2 separate regions of the Mus musculus genome follow, and region 2 is linked to region 1. A link is a contact called in public Hi-C data. All regions are on one chromosome and are shown on one strand. Each heading gives the region's core, a stretch centred on a gene start, on an enhancer-like site or on the middle of the called end of the contact. The rest is flanking DNA. Distances are from core to core; before and after follow the strand shown.

Region 1 (3,877 bases), core at 40-2,539:
GGCAGTTGGTTTTGGATAAGTACCAGATGTCTTTGTTTTAAAGCCTTTTCCTTATCTATGCATCTCATCTCTGTGTGTGTGAAACACATGGGTGTGTGTGTATGTGACTGTGTGGGTGTGGGCAGGAGAGTGAGGAGGCCAGAGGCAGAGGGCAGACGTTTTTCTCTATCCTTCTTCTCCATATCTTTGAACCCAGGTTCACCAATTTGACTAGGCTGGATGCCCAGTGAACTGCAGGGATCCTCCTGGCTGTGCCTGCGACGTGAGGCACATTCACCACCATGACTGACTCTTGCCATGGGTGGTCATGTTTGCCTGACAAGCACTTCACTGACTGAGCCCGCTAACCCCTTCTCAAGCCCAGGCTGTTGTGTGTTTAGGAGACACATCGCGACAGAGAAGGTACATTTAATATGAAGTTGCAGTTTACAGCAGCTGGCGATACTTCCTACAGGGAGCTAGGTGACTGGGAGGTTTTCACTTTAGGCAGTTGTGCTTGGCCCGAGAGCTGGTGTGTGTGTGTGTGTGTGTGTGTGTGAGAGAGAGAGAGACAGAGACAGAGACAGAGACAGAGACAGAGACAGAGACAGAGACAGAGACAGACAGAGAGAGACACAGAGAGAGACAGACAGAGAGAGACACAGAGAGAGACAGAGAAAGAGAGAGAGAGAGGAATTCACTAGGCACTCAGATTATTTCCAGCATGAATTTCTCTCCCGAGCAAAGGCCCTGAGGTAGGTGTGCGCTTCCTCTGTGCAGGAAAGGGCAAGCCGGGAGCATAGCTGGTTGGCTGGGAGAAAACGGTCAGTGGCCGGAGCTGGGTACAGGTGGGGGCTGGGCACTTCAGAGTATGGAACCGGGGCAAAACGTCTGTGTTATAAAGAGGATCTGCTGTCATGCTATGCTTGAGGCATCGTGGCGCCCAGCTCACAGAATAGAGTGAACCAGATGTGGCAGAACTGGGGGAGGGGCATCTGTGTCGGGGCACAGCTGCTTAAAGACCGAAACTGGCGATACACTGGGCAGATGCAGGACCAGCTGGGCAGATGCAGGACCAGCTGAGGAACATCCTTTTTTTTTTTTTTTTTAAAAAAAACAGGGTGAAAGTTACCGTTTAGTGTCTCTGTCTCTCACTGGAAACAGAGTGCCACTGGAGAACACATTGTTTTCTTTAACTAGGCCATGATGACTAATTATTAAACTCACATCAAAAGGTTACCCTGTGCAGACAGGCAATTAGGTGGAGAGGAGAGCTGGAACCTCGATTCATTCCGAAACCCCGGTAGATAGAACTCGTGTGTGTGGTTTCTGAGCACAATGACTGTGAACATTCTCTTCAACTCAGCTGTCACCACAGGTGTGACACAAAACAGAAAGCTTTGCATCCGTTCCCTGGAGCATCTGGGGCAGTTCGTGGCCCGGCTTGAGATCTCTGCCAGACTGTTTAGGGAGGTATCACTGCCAGGCGAATGATAGGGGCTTGGAACTGGGGAGCTGTTGCTAGGTGTGGCTTTGTCCCATAGCAACCACATCCCATCTGGCCCAGGCCTCTCTAGTTTCCTTGTTCAGTGACATTCATGAGGGCTGGGACATCTGGGTGGCACCTTCAGCTTTCTGGGCTTCAGTTGTTTGTTTTTTGTTTTTGGTCACTTTAGACTTCTCTCGGGGACAGACTCTTTCTACGGGCCATCCCTTCCTTGGACATCTGCTGACTTTAGTTCCTATAGTTCAGACCTCATTGAGAATAAACCTCCTTGTTTCCTTCCCTAAAAGAGTGGCCCAGTGGTTTGATCTGGTGATGTGTGAACCCACCGTGATCCCATATAGGAATGTACGCACACACCAGATTTAACCCTGGATTGTAGCTGGTCTGATGCCTTAGAGGGCCCTGAGGCCCTCAGCTTTGTTTCCTCTCTACGGGACTGGCAAAGGGACAGTCATTGAGTTAGTATCAGGGCCAAAGATGAAATGGAGCTTTCTAAGGGTCAAGTGTATTGCTAGACACTTGGCCAACATGGCCACATTTCCTCCTCCTCTGCCTGTATGAAGTTGTCAGTCACTCCCACCTGAGGAACAGAGAGGCTCAGGCAGTTTCCCAAGGCCACACAGTAAGCAGGGCAGAGATGGCACTGCTGCTCAAGCTGGCCTACTCCTGGCCCGTCGCCAGACTTGCACACTAACCCCCTCTTTTCGTTTAAGGCTCAGTAAGGCCGTCAACAGGCACCAAGTGGTGGGGGCCTCTTTCTGAAAAAAAAAATAAAGTTATGTATTTGTTTATGTGCACATACAAACACACGTGTGTCATGGCATGTTTGGGGAGGCCAGAGGACAGTTTTTGGGAACCCATGCCTGTCTGCTACCAGGTAGGTCCCAGGGACTGGACTTAGGTCATCAAGCTTGGCAGCAGTTGCCTTCCCCCGCTGAGCTATGTCGCTGGCCTGTCAAAGGCTTTTTCAGGAGACAGAATGGAGACTTGGCACCCTCCCTTGGCCCCTTGGCCTTGTTTGGACGGCAAAAGACCTCACTGCTCACATGACAGCATTAGCTTTTCACACACCTCCTGTACCTCCTGCTGCGACCAGGCTCAACGGTGGGATACTTCCGGTGCGGGATACTTCTGGTGCTCACACGGACTCTAGAGTGTCCCGGCGCAGGGTGTTGGCCATGGGCCGCATGTTGCTTCAGTAACCTTGGAAGCACCTGATGTTGCCTTGAGTGCTGGCCTTAGACCTAAGCCAGACTGAAGCCAGGCACACTGGTTCTTTGAGCTAACTGGAGGATGCTTCCTGCCTGCCCTCTGACTCTGGGAAGCTGACTAGTAGCTGGACTAGTCCGGAGACTAGTTTCCTCCACACAGCAGGTGGGTCAGTTACCACATCAGAAGTTGCATTGTCCAGCTGCTGAGTATTCCCAGGCAGAGAACAGTGCTGGGATGGAACAGGAGCCACCGTTGTTGCACGGAAGGCTATTCCTGCAGCATTTCAAAGAAAGCAGAAGGCTCCGTGTAAGTAAAAGACTCTTGCTGTCTAGTAGACCCCCCCTCCAAGAGTGCAAAGATTCCCAGACATGCAAATATAAGTTCGCAGATTATTTTTCAAACCTGACTACTTCCCATCTTTTTCACACCACAGGAGAGAGTTCAGTACTAGCTCAGGATGGAAGCCCCGAGGGCCTTTTACTGTGCGTGCTCATGGGTGTGTGCATGCATGACAGAGGTTGGCCTTGGGATAAAACTGCCAAGCCAATTTCCTAGCAGAAGTAACAGCCTACATCCCAGCAACACATAGGTGAGCATCCAAGAAGCCCAGTGCCCTTGTCAGTACTGGCCATTGCATTCGAGAGCGTCGTGGCAGAGGCTGTGGTCACAGCTGCCCGTGGAGTTGAGGTAGGATGCACTCTAGCCTTACACGTTCAAGGGCAGCTTGGTCATTATGGTAAGATCTTGTCTCAGAAAATCATTCTAATAGACATGGGAGTATTCACCATGGCTTTTATTTGAGTTTCTTTGAGAAATTTTCTTTCTTTGTTTGGTTTGGTTTGGTTTGGTTTCAAGACGGGGTTTCTCTGTATAGCCCTGGCTGTTCCGGAACTTGCTCTGTAGACCAGGCTAGCCTGGAACTCAGAGATCTGCCTGCCTCTGACTCCTAAGTATTGCGATTAAAGACATGCACTATCACTGCAAGCCTTTATTATTATTAAAAATTGTTTTTATTTTGTATATGTGTATGTGGACACATGTAATGCTATGTGTGCAGAGGTCTGAGGACCACTTTATTTATTTATTTATTTATTTATTTATTCATTCATTCATTCATTTACATCTCAAATGCTGCCCCTCTCTGTCGCCCTCATCACAGAGTCCCTCCTCCCACCCCCT
Region 2 (3,881 bases), core at 345-2,844, 150 kb after region 1:
TGGGCGACACAAAAGTGTCTTTAAAAAAAATTAAAGGCAAGGTTTCTAATCAATTAAAGCTTTAAATGGGCTGAGAAATCAGAAGTGAACCAATAAGTGTACCTTTACTACACGTTCCTGTTGGCAGGAAGATGCTTCTAGTGGAAGCTTTAGAAGAAAAGGTTTAAAAACTAGACCACACCCTAACTTGAAATGGCGTTTGCAATACCAGAACACCAGAGAGGAGATGCAGGTGGGAAACTGGGCACGGATACTCGAAGTTGAGGACCAACTTCCTTAGTACATAAGACTTACGAGAAATCAATTCAAACCCACAGTGGAGAAGGGAAGGAGATCCGAGCCAACCATTTACCGAAAGAAAATACACAAAAGAAAAACTAAAGCTGCTATTTTTTTTTTTTTCATCTATCTGGCTGACAACAAATCCCAAGGCTTGATGACGCACATTCCCTCAAAGTCCTTCAGGAAAACACATTTTATACATTGTTGTGGAGAGTGTAGACTGGTCCTCATAGCTTTTTATTGGAAGCCTCCTTCCAGTAGGGGGCAGTGGTGGATGCCCAGAATAGGGAAAAAGGCAGAAACTTGGATCTCAAGTTTTTGCCTCATTCAGTTCCCTTTGCCTATATTGTTTTCTTGCTGAGCCTCAGTTTCCCCATTAATAATCAGGAGAGGGTGTTGCATTTGTCCCCTCCCTGCTACGCACACAAAATGGAGTAGAGAAATGACTTGGCAGTTAAAAACCCTTGGTTGCTCTTGCTGAGGATCTCGGGTTCAAGTCCCAGCACCTATGAGGCGGCTCACAACCATCTGTAACTCCAGTTGCAGGGGATTTGATGTCCTTGCCTTCTTATGACAAGGGCACCAGGCACGCATGTGGTGTAAAGCCATACGTGACAGCAAAATATTCACACACACTAAATTAAAAATAATTGATGGGCTTTAACATTTGCTGTGAGCTTCCCAGGGCTTAGGCACTGGAGTCAAAGGTCTGCTTCACACCACACAGCCTTCGTTAGTTAGGCACAGCTGTCCCCCATCTAACAGGTGAGGAAAACGCCTCAGTGGTTGAGGTTTTGTGAAACCAAACCACTTCCCAGTAAATGTACGGGTGGGTAGGCAGGAGGCCTTGCCGCCAGGGTTGAAATCTGAGGCTGTACGCTTAGTCACTCTGGCTTCCGAGTCTGTGTACATTGCAAAGGGCAAAGATGACATGGCTCTTATTGCTTTAATTAAAACTGGGGTGAAGGCTCGAGATTCAGATTAAAATGAAATTGTGTTTCGCCCGCTGCGGTGCTGAGAAGGCAACGGCAGCGATTACGCCCGAGATTACAAACAATCAAAGAGAAAAGGGCTTTTGCAACCATTTCCTGTTGAAGCCACAAGCATCACACTTTAAAAATAATTACGGCTGTGTTATTGGAACATGATTCATGAATTCTGAATAAATATGAGGGGCCTGAAAGGAGAAAAAAAACGGCTTCAAGACCATAGATTTGCTTTGGATCTGATGAAATTTAATGTCATCTCCCAGCTGGAGAGTAAAATGCAGGGAGGAAATAAAACCCCACCCTATGTACAGGGAGAAAATGGAGTGTGTCACGGGGAGCTGATGTGCACACACCCTTCCGAAGCACGGGCTCAGAAAAATGCACGAGTCTCCCAGGCTTCACTGAAGAAAACTGCAGAGAGCTGGTGCTTACATCTCTCCAGTCTTAATTTTGCATTCTGGTGGCTAAAAATACATTTACGTTAAAGCTCTAGATTCCTGCCTGTGTGAGATGTTTCGATAGGAGACATTAGGGGACGTGCTTAGTGGAGGAACTTGGGCGGTATTCATCTCAGCTCCCCATCATAAAGGTATTTCTCATACAATGCAGTCAGTGTTTACAGCCTATAGTTTGTTTCCTTCCAACTATTATGAGCAAAATTGAATCCCAGGGAACATTCACCCTTTCAAAATGGGGTGGGAACGATAAGAGGAGGTGGGGTGGGGTGGGGGAGGGGCTGGCAGTGTGTTGGTAATGTAATTTCAAGGGTTTTCATAAAAATGGAGCCCCTCCCCCTCTCCCAGCCCATCTCAAAATGACTATGCCCTGTAGGGCTTGGCTTTATACTGGAGGAGAGTCAAAGAGCCCCTGGATTTACGTATGTGCTCATTGCAGTGTGCGAGCTTACCCTATGAACAAGAGAAACATGGCCACACATAGCGACCACCTAGAATGGCATTGGGCTCTAAGCTTCTGAAGGCTCGGGAGCCTGAATCTAGTGTCTGTGTAGCCTCTCGCTCTGTGCCATGGGGTGGGTGGTTTGCTCTCTCCCTAATCTTCTATATCTGTGAGTGGGCACCTCTGAGGAACTTTCCAGGTTATCTCTTGTCACCTGGATATTTTCCTCCTCTACCACGTGCCCAGGAATACCCAGAAGGGACAATGTCTGCCCATACTGCTAGCGAGTCCTTTGCTATCTGGTTAAGTCACACCAATTCAGAAGAGACCCGGAGATGAGGTCATCAGTCAGTGGCTTTGAGACTATTGTCAAATCAACTGAGACTGCAGTAAGGAAATGTCGGTGAGACGGGCTCATCGGGGTGCTAACATGAAAAGTGTGGGCTTTGAAAATGTAACCAGCTCTTCCAAGACTCCATGGCATCTTTAAGACATCCCTCAGAGGGATGTGGGTAAGAGTAACTAAGATGCATTGGTACCCAGAGAGCATATTCCTGTGTCTGGCACACAGCGCACAGTAGCTAGAGAAGTGTTAGTCAGGTTCCCATGCTGCTGAGGTTGCGTCTGCCCCGGATGTGTCCGGATCAGGCATCAGAAAGATGAGCCAAGGGAGCGCACTTACTCGGTGAAAATCAGATTAGGGTAGGCGTTGAAATTAGAAAGATTTTCGTGAAATTATCTTGCTTTCAAATGTGCCAAGAAAGTCCCTAGAAAAATCACAAACCTAGTGAAGGATGCCTCCTGATCTTTTCTAGCCCATTGGAGATACGAATCCCTTCCTACCCAGCATCCTCTGCCACGTGATCGCAGCTCACAAGGGCACTTATAGTGGTTCTGCCTTCCATACGTTCCAAGTCTGAGGCTCTGATGGGAAGGAAGGCCCAGGAGTGAGGTTGTGCCTCAGCCAGGCCTGGCCTTACCTTCCTGTCAGTTCCTCAGGAAGGGTAGAGCCTGGTGGGCAGTCTATCCCTTGTGCTCCGGTGGCTTCCCAGTTCTGCACATGTGACCGTGACTGGATTCATTGACCTCTCTTGGTCTCACTTTCTACTGTAAAATGGGAGTGTTAATATCTAGCTTGTAGAGTAGTTAAAGAGACCCACAAAGCAAAGTGGGGTAACTGTGTGCCCACAGTGAGCCCTCTCCTCAGAGAAAGCTAATTTACAGTTTCGACATGAGCAGCAGTGAGGGAGGCAGGGGAGTGTTTGCTCCTCTTTTATGGATGTTTTTGCTAGGACTGTGGCATGGTGACTTATCAAAGCTTATGTTCGGGGTAAACAGAAGTTCAACTCTGAGACCCTTTAGCCAGAATAGTGCCCCAGGCTGCAGAAATACATCTTTTTGCTTCATGGCAAAATCTATGTTTATAAACACCTATGGGCACCTAGCTTGGTGTGAGGAAGTTGGCTTGTAGGACTGGGAAGTTGGGGAACTAGAGAGCTAGGACACTAGGGTGTGGGTCCTACAGAGGAGGCTAAAGCATACTGGGAAGGATGAGGGTGCTCCCCAAACTGGAAAGGATGAGGCAGGTGGTCTGAGAGGCAGTTCTACTTTGCATCTTTCCCATAATAAATGGACTCTGAGGAGCCTGGAGAGGCTCAGGGGCTTTGAGACTTGGCTCTGCCTTACTCTCAACCATCCACTGCGCTGAGACCA

The links. Hi-C and Micro-C count contacts between places; a contact is called where the count stands out from the background.
Region 2: a contact with region 1 is called in a Hi-C map of pre-pro-B cells, with 3 times the contacts expected there. The contact joins two enhancer-like sites. A contact is called at or near these places in 11 of 39 promoter capture datasets (the 3T3-L1 cell line, the C10 cell line, the HPC-7 cell line and 5 more), 2 of 15 datasets of contacts at CTCF or cohesin (CD8 T cells and large pre-B cells), 16 of 484 Hi-C or Micro-C datasets (B cells, CD8 T cells, DN3 thymocytes and 11 more) and 7 of 115 datasets of contacts at active chromatin or transcription factors (CD8 T cells, SST interneurons, bone marrow-derived macrophages and 3 more).

What each region holds. Positions count from the first base shown.
Region 1 is chr2:163,102,127-163,106,003 of GRCm38.p6, forward strand. No RefSeq gene overlaps it. Among named protein-coding and RNA genes, the nearest start is that of Gtsf1l, 14 kb to the left of the region's middle. Within about 2 kb of position 1,290, at least 44 of the 459 cell types and tissues checked have an H3K27ac peak or open chromatin away from gene starts, as enhancers often do. A contact at or near this core is called in DN3 thymocytes, the N1E-115 cell line, Th1 cells and 1 more, where this site is marked.
Region 2 is chr2:163,252,292-163,256,172 of GRCm38.p6, forward strand. All of the region lies in intron 2 of Tox2 (TOX high mobility group box family member 2), which reads left to right. Among named protein-coding and RNA genes, the nearest start is that of Tox2, 51 kb to the left of the region's middle. Within about 2 kb of position 1,595, at least 84 of the 459 cell types and tissues checked have an H3K27ac peak or open chromatin away from gene starts, as enhancers often do. A contact at or near this core is called in DN3 thymocytes, the N1E-115 cell line, Th1 cells and 1 more, where this site is marked.